2 separate regions of the Sus scrofa genome follow, and region 2 is linked to region 1. The links are chromatin contacts, called in public HiChIP or PLAC-seq maps. All regions are on one chromosome and are shown on one strand. Each heading gives the region's core, a stretch centred on a gene start, on an enhancer-like site or on the middle of the called end of the contact. The rest is flanking DNA. Distances are from core to core; before and after follow the strand shown.

Region 1 (5,214 bases), core at 1,750-4,249:
GAACTACAACACTACAGCACTACCACATTACACAACGTGGTAATGACATAAGAATGGACATAACAAACTAATGAAACAAAATTGAGAGCTCAAAAATAAACCCATAAAGCTACTGCCAACTGATTTCTGACAAACGTGCCAAGTCCACTCAATGGAAAAAGAAGAGTCTCTTCAATAGATGGTGATGGGGAGTTCCTGTCGTAGCTCAGTGGTTAACAAACCCAACTAGTATCCATGAAGACATGGGTTTGATCCATGGCCTTGATCAGTGGGTTAAGGATCCAGCATTGCTATGAGCTGTGGTGCAGGTTGCAGACGCGGCTCGCTTCTGGCACTGCTGTGCTCTGGCGTAAGCTGGCAGTTGTACCTTTGATTTGACCCCTAGCCTGGGAACCTCCATTTGCCGTGGGTGCAGCCCTAAAAAGCAAAAACATAAAACAAAATAAAATAAAATAGGCAAATTCATACAGAAGTAAATTAAATGTAACCGGGGGTTAGTTAGGGAGAAGAGGAACCTAGGGAGTTATCACTCAAGAGTTACAAAGTTTCTGTTTGTGGTGATGAAAAATTTTGGAAATAGTAGTGAAAGTGGCACATTACCTGTGCAATTAACACTACCGAATTACACACGTAAAAGTAGTTAAAATGGGCAAATTTTGTTACACCTGGTTTACCATAATTTAAAACATCAACAATATAATGTACCAAAACTCATTACACTGTACTTTTTTTTTTTTCTTTTTAGGGCCGCACCTGAGGCATACGGAGATTCCCAGGCTAGGGGTTGAATCAGAGCTGTAGCCTCTGGCCTACAACAGAGCCACAGCAATGCCAGATCCAAGCCATGTCTGCAACCTACACCACAGCTCCCAGCAACACCAGATCCTTAACCCACTGAGAGAGGCCAGGGATCAAACCCGCAACCTCGTGGTTCCTAGCCGGATTCGTTTCCGCTGCACCATGATGGGAACTCCTAAACTGTACATTTTGAATGATGAGTTGTATGGCATGTAAATTACTCCTCAATAAAGCTGATGAAAATATACTTTAATTTTAGGAGTTCCCATGTGGCTCAGTGATAACAAATCCAACTAGTATCCATGAGGATGTGGGTTTGAACTCTGGCCCTGCTCAGTGGGTTAAGGATCAGTCATTGCTGTGAGCTGCAGGGTAGTGAGCTGCGGTGTAGGTCGAAGATGCGGCTTGGATCCTGCTTGGCTGTGGTGTAGCCCAGCAGCTGCAGCTCTGATTCAACCCCTAGCCTGGGAACTTCCATGTGCCACAGGTGTGGCCCTAAAAATGAAACAAAACAAAAAATATATGTATGTTCTAATTTTATGTCAAAACAGTGACATACACCTAAGAAATAATTCCACATAATGTTATTATGACAGTATTTACTGTACAGCCTTAATAGTATGTACTCGAACTACAGACAGTCTTAACCTTCATTCAGGAATCTTAAACACCCGAGAAAAACAGGTCAAGAAGGATAGAACTGTAGTTAGCAAGAAACGATTTTAAAAAGCAAAGAACCATGAGGTTGAGGGTTTGATCCCTGGCCTTACTCAATGGGTTGAGGATCTGGAGTTGCCGGGAGCTGTGGTGTAGGTCGCAGACGTGGTGGGATTTGGCGTTGCTGTGGCTCTGGCTAGGCTGGCAGGTACAGCTCCGATTGGACCCTAGCTTGGGAACCTCCATATGCCGCAGATGCGGCCCTAAAAAGACTAAATAAATAAAAAGCAAAAAGAGGAATACACCAGAATTGAATATACAGAGCCTTTCTTCCCCAACCCACAAATTCATACTTTTTTTTTTTAAATGAGCTGCGGTATAGTGAGCTGCGGTGTGGGTTGCAGATGTGGCTTGGATCCTGCGTTGATCCTCGCGGCATGCGCGAGTTCCTGGGCTAGAGACTGACCCTGAACCACAGCAGTGACACCAGATCCTTAACCACTAGGCTACCAGGGACCTCCCACGAATTCATAATTTGAAAGACAGAGGAAGTTTATGACAACAGCAATACACAACTGTCAAGATGGCACTAAAAAAAAAAAAAAAAAAACACCTTTCTTTTCCATTTTTATGTATTTATTTATTTATTTTTAAGAGCCAGGCCCGCAGCATATGGAAGTTCCCCTACCCGGAACACCTTAAATGACTGTACTTTAACACCCATATCTACTGCGAGCACTTAATGCGCTAAACACTTCCGTTAATGTTTAACACGGGACATACTAAAAACTCCTATCAGTAGCCTGATTCCGCCCTATTAACGAAATAAACAGAACTTGCTTCAAATCCCACAGCCTGTGTCCAGCATAGCTATGACTCCACCCCAGGGAAGTGACTCGGGATCCTGCGCCCACCCCCTACTCGCCGTCCCCGTCCCCGTCCCCTCTAGGCACCACGTCCGGTCGGATCCACGATGTGGCCAACTCCCTACGTGGGAACAAGGGGAAGTACCCTAAGAGACATCTACGTCTACCCCAGCAATAAGGCCCGGGAAGGAACTCAGAACCCCCGCGACCCAGCGGGAAAACGAAAGTCGGCAAAAGCAGCTTCCAATGCAGAGTGTGAGGGATGGCGAGGCGGCCGCGCCGAAGCGGCAGCGCCTCGGCGTGGAGCCCGGGCAGTGGGCACAGCGGGGCCGGCCGGGCGCCGTAGAGGACGAAGAGGAAGAGAAGGAGAAGGAAAAGCAGAAGGGAGCGCCGCGCCAACGCCCGCCCGCCGCCTCCCCGCCCCCCGCGCGCCGGCCGCGCCTCAGTGGGAGCCATGGCGCCGCGGCCCGCCCGGAGGCCGCGCGCCCATCCCGCTCACCTCTCGGGGCGACGGAGCGGAGCCCTGCACTGAGGCGATGTACCGCTCCACGTCCGCCTTGCTACGCCGCATCGCGCCGCCGAGCGGGGTCCGCGCGAGGGACGCCAGCGCCGAGGCCGCAGCTGCCGCCGTCTCAGGAGCTCGGCGCCCGAAGGTCCGTGACGCAGCTCCGTAGCCGGCGAGGGGCAGACACGCGTGCGTGCATGCGTGCGTACGTGCGTGTTGCGTCATCACTGTGCGCCGCGCAGGCCCTCGGGCGCCGGCGTTCGGTGGTGACTATGCTAGCGAGGTGCGCGGGAATGCGAAGGTGACGTAGTGACAACGAGGCGACGGGGACTGGTCCAACCCACGGACGTTCCTAACAGTCACACCTCGGCGCCAGTCGTAGGCGTTTAGAAAGCGTCTTCCGGAGCTCCTGTTGTGCTTCCATAGAAAAGAGCCCGACCAATATTCATGAGGGCTCCGGTTCGATCCCTGCCCTAGCTCAATGGTACAAGGATGCCGCGTTGCTGTGGCCATGGTGTAGGCGGGCAGCTACAGCTCTGATTCAGCACCTATCCTGGGAATTTCAGTATTCCTTGGGTGTAGCCTTACAAAGCAAAAATAAGGTGTTTTCAGTAGGTTTCAGATTTCAGCAGATCACATCAGTGTATACAGGGAGTTTAGAATTTATAGTTATGGTTTATTTTTATTTTTTGCTTATAGACTTTATGGTTTTATCCAACACTTAAAAGTCGCCTGGCCACTTAGAATCTATCCTTTTTTATTTTTCCATTTTCCAAACTTCCTTCTTTTTTTTTTTTTTTTTTTTTTTGGCTTTTTATGGGCCTCACCTGCGGCGTATGGAACTTCCCAGGCCAGGGGTCAAATCCGAGCTCCAGCTGCCAGCCTACACCACAGCTCAGGCAACACCCACAGAGCAGGGCCAGGGATCTAACCGGAGCCCTCATGGTATTTGTGATACTAGCCAGATTTGTTACTGCTGGGCCACAATGGGAACTCCCATTTTCCAAACTTGGCAATGACCAATTACTGCCTCTGTAAAGAGGGAAAATCAGCCCGTCCTATTTCATTTCAGTCATTTTGGATATGAATAAGAGTACTAAGGCAGGAATGATTCTGTAAACAAGCCACTGTTAGTGGGTGAACTTTAGTGGTCCTGCTCAGCCTCAGGTCAGCATTGCAGTGGGCCTTTCCCCCAAGCAAGGGACCATTGGTGAGTGACCACTGGCCTCTCCCCCTCCCCTTTCTCTGTACAAAAGGAACCTGAATTCAGAGAAAGGCAAGATGGTTTTTTTGAGACACTAGTCTGCCGGCTTTCCAATTAAAGTCATTATTCCTGGCCTCAGTATCCCGATGTACTGGCCTGTTGAGCTGTAAGCAGAGGGAACTGGGTTCAGGATCAATTGTGAGGTTGCTACTGGGATTGGCATAATTAACGGAAGTACAGTGTAAAGAAAACTGGTCCTGGATGGAATATCTCACTTTAGGTGTTGATTTATTTCACCTGAGTTTCCATTTGTGTATTCAAGTGGAGATGCCCAGCCTGCAGGTGAAGTCGTAGGACTGGGTTCTGTGGCAACTTGGCTGTCATAAGCCTTGTGGACAGTGTTGGTGATAATAGCCAAAGCTTACTTGCAAGTGAATTTCATTTGATTCTCCCAGCAATTTCGTGAAGTTACTCTTATTATTGTGCATAAATTGACCTATAAAGAAACAAAGGGCGTGAATGGTCAAGCAATTTTCCCAAGCACACCTAGTAAAATGACTACTTTTAATCTGCTGTAGTTGAAGATACAGAAAAGAAGTAGGCTGAAGAGAAAATCTTGACGTTCTCAAAAGGCTTTCCTTGGAGTTTCCGTCATGGCACAGGGGAAACGAATGTGACTAGGAACCATGAGATTGCAAGTTCGATCCCTGGCCTTGCTCAGTGGGTTAAGGATCCTGCGTTGTGTGGCTGTGATGTGGTCCAGCAGCTGCAGCTCCAATTCAACCCCTAGCCTGGGAACCTCCACATGCCATGGGTGTGGCCTAAAAAGAGAAAAAAAAAAAAAAAAGGCTTTCCTTAAGTACATTTATTATGCTTTGAAACCTTGGTTTTTGCCAAATGGGGGGATGAGTCTCTTCTGCTGGGCTTTAAAAATGAACATTCTTCTCCAGGAAGATGTCCCTTCTTTTCTCAGCATGGACCAGTTCCATCCAAACTTATTCTCACAAGCAATTCCTCTGAATCACACAGCTAACTAATGTTCTTTGCAAGTTGTCAGATGCCACTTTAATGCCTCAATCACTCATGTTGATGCCTTGCAAATTTAATTCAAATGAGAGTTGAAACCATAGAAATATCTGGCTTACGACTTTTTTTTTATTAGCCAGTTTTACCTGATTAATCTG
Region 2 (5,214 bases), core at 1,674-4,173, 48 kb after region 1:
GGGTGGAATTCTGCCCCCAAAAAGATATGCTTTAGTCCTGACCCTGAACATGACCTTACTTGGAAATAGAGTCTTTGCTGATGAAATTAAAGTACAAGTTGAGCCCACACTGGAGCAGGGTGGGTCCTCCTCCCACACAGCTGGTATCCTTCTAGGAAGAGGAGGGAAAAGACACACAAAGGACGATGCTGGGGGGGGGGACAGCCGGGGGAGGACAGAGTCACATGGGGACGTAGCCCCATGGGGACACAGCCCAGCAAGGACATAGTCACACAGGAACAGAGCCCGGGGGGACACAGCTGAGGGGGGAACATAGCCGAGAGGGATACAGCCGAACGTGGACATAGCCATTTGGGGACACAGCTGGGGTGGCAACAGCTGGGGGGGCAACAGCTGAGGGGGGGACACAGCTACACAGGGACACAGCCCGGGGGGGACACAGCCAAGGGGGGGACACAGCGGAGGGGACACAGCTAGGGGCAGGGAGGACACAGCTGGGGGGGACATAGCTAAGAGGGACATAGCCACATGTGGACAAAGCAATTCGAGGACACAGCCAAGGTGGGGACACAGCCATTTGTCCACCAGGCCAGGCAGGGAGTTGCCCTGAGCCAGAGCCCAACCCGTCGGTGGGGACAGACAGCAGAGAAGGAGGGGGCAGGATGGGGCCCCCACAGCTATATCACAGGGAGCAAGTGCACTCATGATTTCTGGCCTGGGGTCTTCAGAAATGCCAGGCAGTAGGTCTCTGTCATTTGAAGCGTCCCGGTATGTGTGCTTGTTACAGCAGATTCAGGAAGTGAATGTGACCACTGCTTGACATGTGGGGAACCTATTTCATGATTACTTCTAAAAGCAGATTTTTCTGTAGAGGCTATTCATGTCTAAAGATTGTTTTAATCATAGAATGGCCACTGGGTTACACAGACACAGAGTTAAGTGGCTGAGCTTCCAGGATATAGAAACATACAGAAAATAAGTAGAACTGTTGCATTTCGATAGCTTCTATCCAAAATAACCTGGGTAAAGCACATATTTTAGTCTACTGATTTTTTGTTGTTTTTATAAGTGATAGTACCTGATACTTCAAGTTGTTTTTTTTTTTCCTTAACCAATAGGAAAGCAATTATAATTATTACAATCTTGGCATTTAGTTGTCAGAGTAAATCATTTAGAAATTATATGGGTGATGATAGCAGATTTACAAACTGACTTTCTGGGGCTGAGGTTCACTCCCAAGCATCTCTGAGAAGCTCAGACACAGACAGAGCAGGGGCCTCAGCCACTACCCCTTCAACGTGCTAATTTTAAGCACAAACACTATTTTTTTTTTTTTTCTTTTTACAACCACACCTGCCGCATATGGAGGTTCCCAGGCTAGGGGTCGAATCAGAGCTGCAGCTGCCAGCCTACACCACAGCCGCAACAACATGGGATCTATAGCTTACTGAGCAAGGCCAGGGATCAAACCCATATCCTCATGGGTACTAGTTGGGTTCATAATCTACTGAGCCACAATGGCAACTCCATGAACACGCCTTTTGATTTCAGCACATCCCCAACTGTGTGGAAATACTTTAGGTGATGGCAGGAAAGCAATCCCCTTAGAAGAGAAGCCCAGGAGCTACCAAGGAGCCAGACGGTCGTGTCGTGATCCACGCTTCAGGAGACCGTCCCTGGGTGGTGCCGGCCCGTCGGGCAAGGACAGCAAAGGAGTGCAACCTGGACTAAAAGAGGCACCTGAAGCCAGTGTAGTTTCAATCCTTTGGCGTGGCGGGCACCAGGCCCAGGGAGGCCCACCTCTGGAGCCTCCATCCTACTGTTTTGAGATTCCGCAGATCAGAGAACAAACATGGCGTGGCTTCCTCTGTCCGGCTCACTTCGCTTGGCACAATGCTGCCGGGGTCCATCCTCAGTGTGAGGACCAGCACGCTGGCCTCCTCTCTTGGGGCTGAATAGTATTTGTGTGTGTTTGTGTGTGTATGTGAATTACACCCTTAAACACACATGACAAAGTGAGGGAGCAGGTAGCTGGGCCCCTGGGCTGAGAACCGCTGGGACTTGTCAGGCTGAGTAACTTGGGCCTCACTTCTCTTTGATGCTTCAAGGAGAAAGTTAATGGCAGAAGCGAGCTCTGCCAGAGTGAAAGATGACCATTCGATCACTCCTGGGATCAAGGCGACCTCCCCAATTACACATGCTCAGTAAGACTCCTACGGGTCTGAAAGGGAGGGGGCACCAGGCCATAATAAGTCCTGATACCATCCCAGCATCTTTGCTCTGGAATCTACCTTTGCACATGCATACTGGGGAGGGTCCTGTGTCAGGTGTGAGAAATGAAACAAGACGATTGGCCAAAGGAAGAAAAAGAACCAGAAAAAGTCCTATTTAAGTGATTTAAATCACCTCTCTGGGGAGTTCCCATTGTGGCTCAGCAGTAACGAACCCAACTAGTATCCATGATTCCTGGCCTTGTTCAGTGAGTTAAAGATCCAGCATAGCTGTGAGCTGTGGTGTAGGCTGGTAGCTATAGCTCCGATTCGACCCCTAGCCTGGGAACCTCCATATGCAGGGGGGCGGCCCTGGAAAAAACCAAAATAAATAAATACGTAAACCTTATACTGTTTTTCACAGTCTTTGCCTCCATGAAATATTCTTGCTTTCAACAAGGGAACAAGAATCAAGGCAGTTTTGCTTCTAGCCTCTAGTTAGTCTAGTTGCTGGGATTTCTGTTTTTTATCCAGGCTGCCGAAGGTTCAATTCCCAAGCAGAGAATTAAGGCCTTGCTTGAAGCCATCGCTCGCTGCTGTTTCTCAGGGATCAAAAGCACTACCACCTTTCAAAGAGCAACACAGCCCAACTCACACTTCCCTGTACCAAAGAGAAGAAACATATGTTACTAGATGTGCTCACTGTGGGGAAGGTTAAAGGGCAAAGCTGCAGTCTTCTCTTCCTAACTGTCTAACAGGTCTATATTTCCCTTTTTTTTTTTTGCTTTTTAGGGCCACACCCGCAGCATGTGGAAGTTCCCAGGCTAGGGGTCAAATTGGAGCTGTAGCCACTGGCCTACACCACAGCCACAGCCACATGGGATCCGAACTGCGTCTGCGACCTACACCAACAGCTCATGGCAACACTGATCCCACTGAACAAGGCCGGGGATCGAACCCACATCCTCCTGGTTCCTAGTCAGGTTCATTAACCACTGAGCCATGAGGGGAACTCCTAACAGTCTATATTTATAAAACTGAAATACAAAGGCTGGTTGTTCATCCAAGGTGATCGGCAACAGCAGATGGGTTTGAAGGGCTCAGGGCCCACCCACCTGACGCTGAGCCAGGTGGGGAGGGGCCCTTCCACGGCCTCAGGGCCTTCTGCTCTCTGTGGGCCCAGCAGGTTCCCCCACAGCCCAGCCAACAAGGGCTGACAAGGGTACTGCTTGAAGTGGGTGCTAATCACCGAAAAAGGCAGGGCCTCCAAGGCTACGTAACAACCAGCACCGAAAGGTGGTCTTTCTTAGCAACTCCTGGTCGGCCAGCCCTCTCCACTGGGCTGCATGCAGCAGGCACACACAGCAGGTTTCCGCCCCTGGACCCCACTGAGGGCCACAAACCCAGAGGCCGCATCTGATGCACACTCGCTTCTCCCAGATGTGATAAGCACAATGGGGAGGTAAGGGGTGGGGTGGAGGCAGAGGCAAAGACAGAGGGAAAGGCCCAGGGTCCCTTGTCTGAGCCCAGGGAGCCACCCATCTGTGCCCACAGCATGGCTCGGTCACCACGTGGGAGCCCACCTGGGGCCATGGTGACAAATGAGTACACTCTGTGCCGGTAACACTTTTTTAAGGCACTGGGTTTAAGTGTCCTATGTCATGAAATAAGTCTTTTCATTTTTTCCTCAACCATTTGAAAAATATCAAATCCATCCTAAGCTCGTGGGCCAGCCAGAAACAGGCAGACAAGGCCTCAGGGTCACGTCAACTACCTTTCTGCCCAGGCAGCAAAGACACAGCATCTGAGGTGTCCCCAGGTAGTTACTTACAGATCTCGTGTGTCTGGGGCTGAGCCAAGGTGACTTTGAGAACTTTGGGGGGGGTGTGTGGATAGTTTAGGTTTCCTTAAAAAACACCACGTTTGGGCCCCCAGCCCCCCGACTCAAGAGAGAACAGCCAAGGACACAGGTATGAGTGTCACAGGTGGGGTTTCTGGGCACCATGCACCTCGGGAAGAAGAGGTCCAGCCCTTGAAGGGGTGAGGGACATTCTCTAAGTCCATGGGTGCGAAGGGTGACAGCTTCCATGAAGGAGGCTATGGCTGCGGTGGGAAGGTCAGGCTGTCTGGTCCCCAGGGAGGTGATGCCACCCATCTGCACACAGCCCACATGATCACCTTCACCAAGGAAGGTGCCCTCCAGGTGCGTCTCAGGCTCATCAGGGTCCAGCCAAGCATCAGGACACATTCTGGAACTGAAGCTAAGACAAGGCCCCAGGGGACACCCCTGTGGTGAGAAAGCCAGAGACCAAGCACACAAGTGCAGAGCGAGGGGCTGAGCACAAGGAGGATGAGCTCCAGGCTGTGTTTATTACAGCAAAACCAAACCAAGATGGCCGGTGCCTTTCACAGAGGCCGGCTTCACATGAGCATCTGTTTCACAGTTTCAGGTTTGAAGCTGGAAGCATTTTCATGACTCTCGTGTGCTCCTTAAACACTTATCTTCTGTGTCAGGGCAGTTTTCAGTGAAAACCCAAGAGAAACGTGAGCACAACCGTCATCTCGGGATGTTTTCTGCTAGAATCTGTAAACTCGCCAGAACACAGTGCCGGTGAGGAGGAGTCAGTGTGAGTGCGTGACGCTGGGCAGCAGGAGGTGTGTCTGATGTCATGGGGACTCAGCCGGGGGACGGCCCGTGGGAGGAACACCTGCTGTGACCACTGCTCCTGCATCTAGGTGTGCAGACCCAGGGGTACTGGACGGCCTGAGTCCCATCCCTTCCAGCCTCTTCTCAGCGCACAGCAGGTGCCCGATGCTGCGTGGCCATGGCACACAGAGGGCTCCACTTGGGACAGTGATGCCCTGGTCCCTAAGTCGGTTTTATGAGATAATAAATGGTGCTTGATGACAGTGGTGATTTTCATCCTCATTGTAAAGAGGGGCCACCTGAGGTCATCAAGGTTACCTGCTTGACCCCGTGGCCCTAGCTACATGCATCTGATCT

The links. HiChIP or PLAC-seq counts read pairs in DNA pulled down with a chosen protein or histone mark.
Region 2: an H3K27ac HiChIP or PLAC-seq map of alveolar macrophages shows a contact between it and region 1. The contact joins the enhancer-like site here to the promoter of LOC100511376 in region 1. A contact is called at or near these places in 1 of 5 promoter capture datasets (liver), 16 of 47 Hi-C or Micro-C datasets (alveolar macrophages, brain, embryonic fibroblasts and 6 more) and 2 of 2 datasets of contacts at active chromatin or transcription factors (alveolar macrophages and skeletal muscle).

What each region holds. Positions count from the first base shown.
Region 1 is chr3:47,598,329-47,603,542 of Sscrofa11.1, forward strand. LOC100511376 (E3 SUMO-protein ligase RanBP2) reads right to left here and starts at 3,000. Exons shown (of 30, transcript XM_021087106.1): 1 at 2,821-3,000. The coding sequence starts at 2,892.
Region 2 is chr3:47,646,363-47,651,576 of Sscrofa11.1, forward strand. It overlaps a transcript of LIMS1 not described here. Among named protein-coding and RNA genes, the nearest start is that of LIMS1, 19 kb to the left of the region's middle. Within about 2 kb of position 2,924, at least 3 of the 83 cell types and tissues checked have an H3K27ac peak or open chromatin away from gene starts, as enhancers often do. A contact at or near this core is called in alveolar macrophages and retroperitoneal adipose tissue, where this site is marked.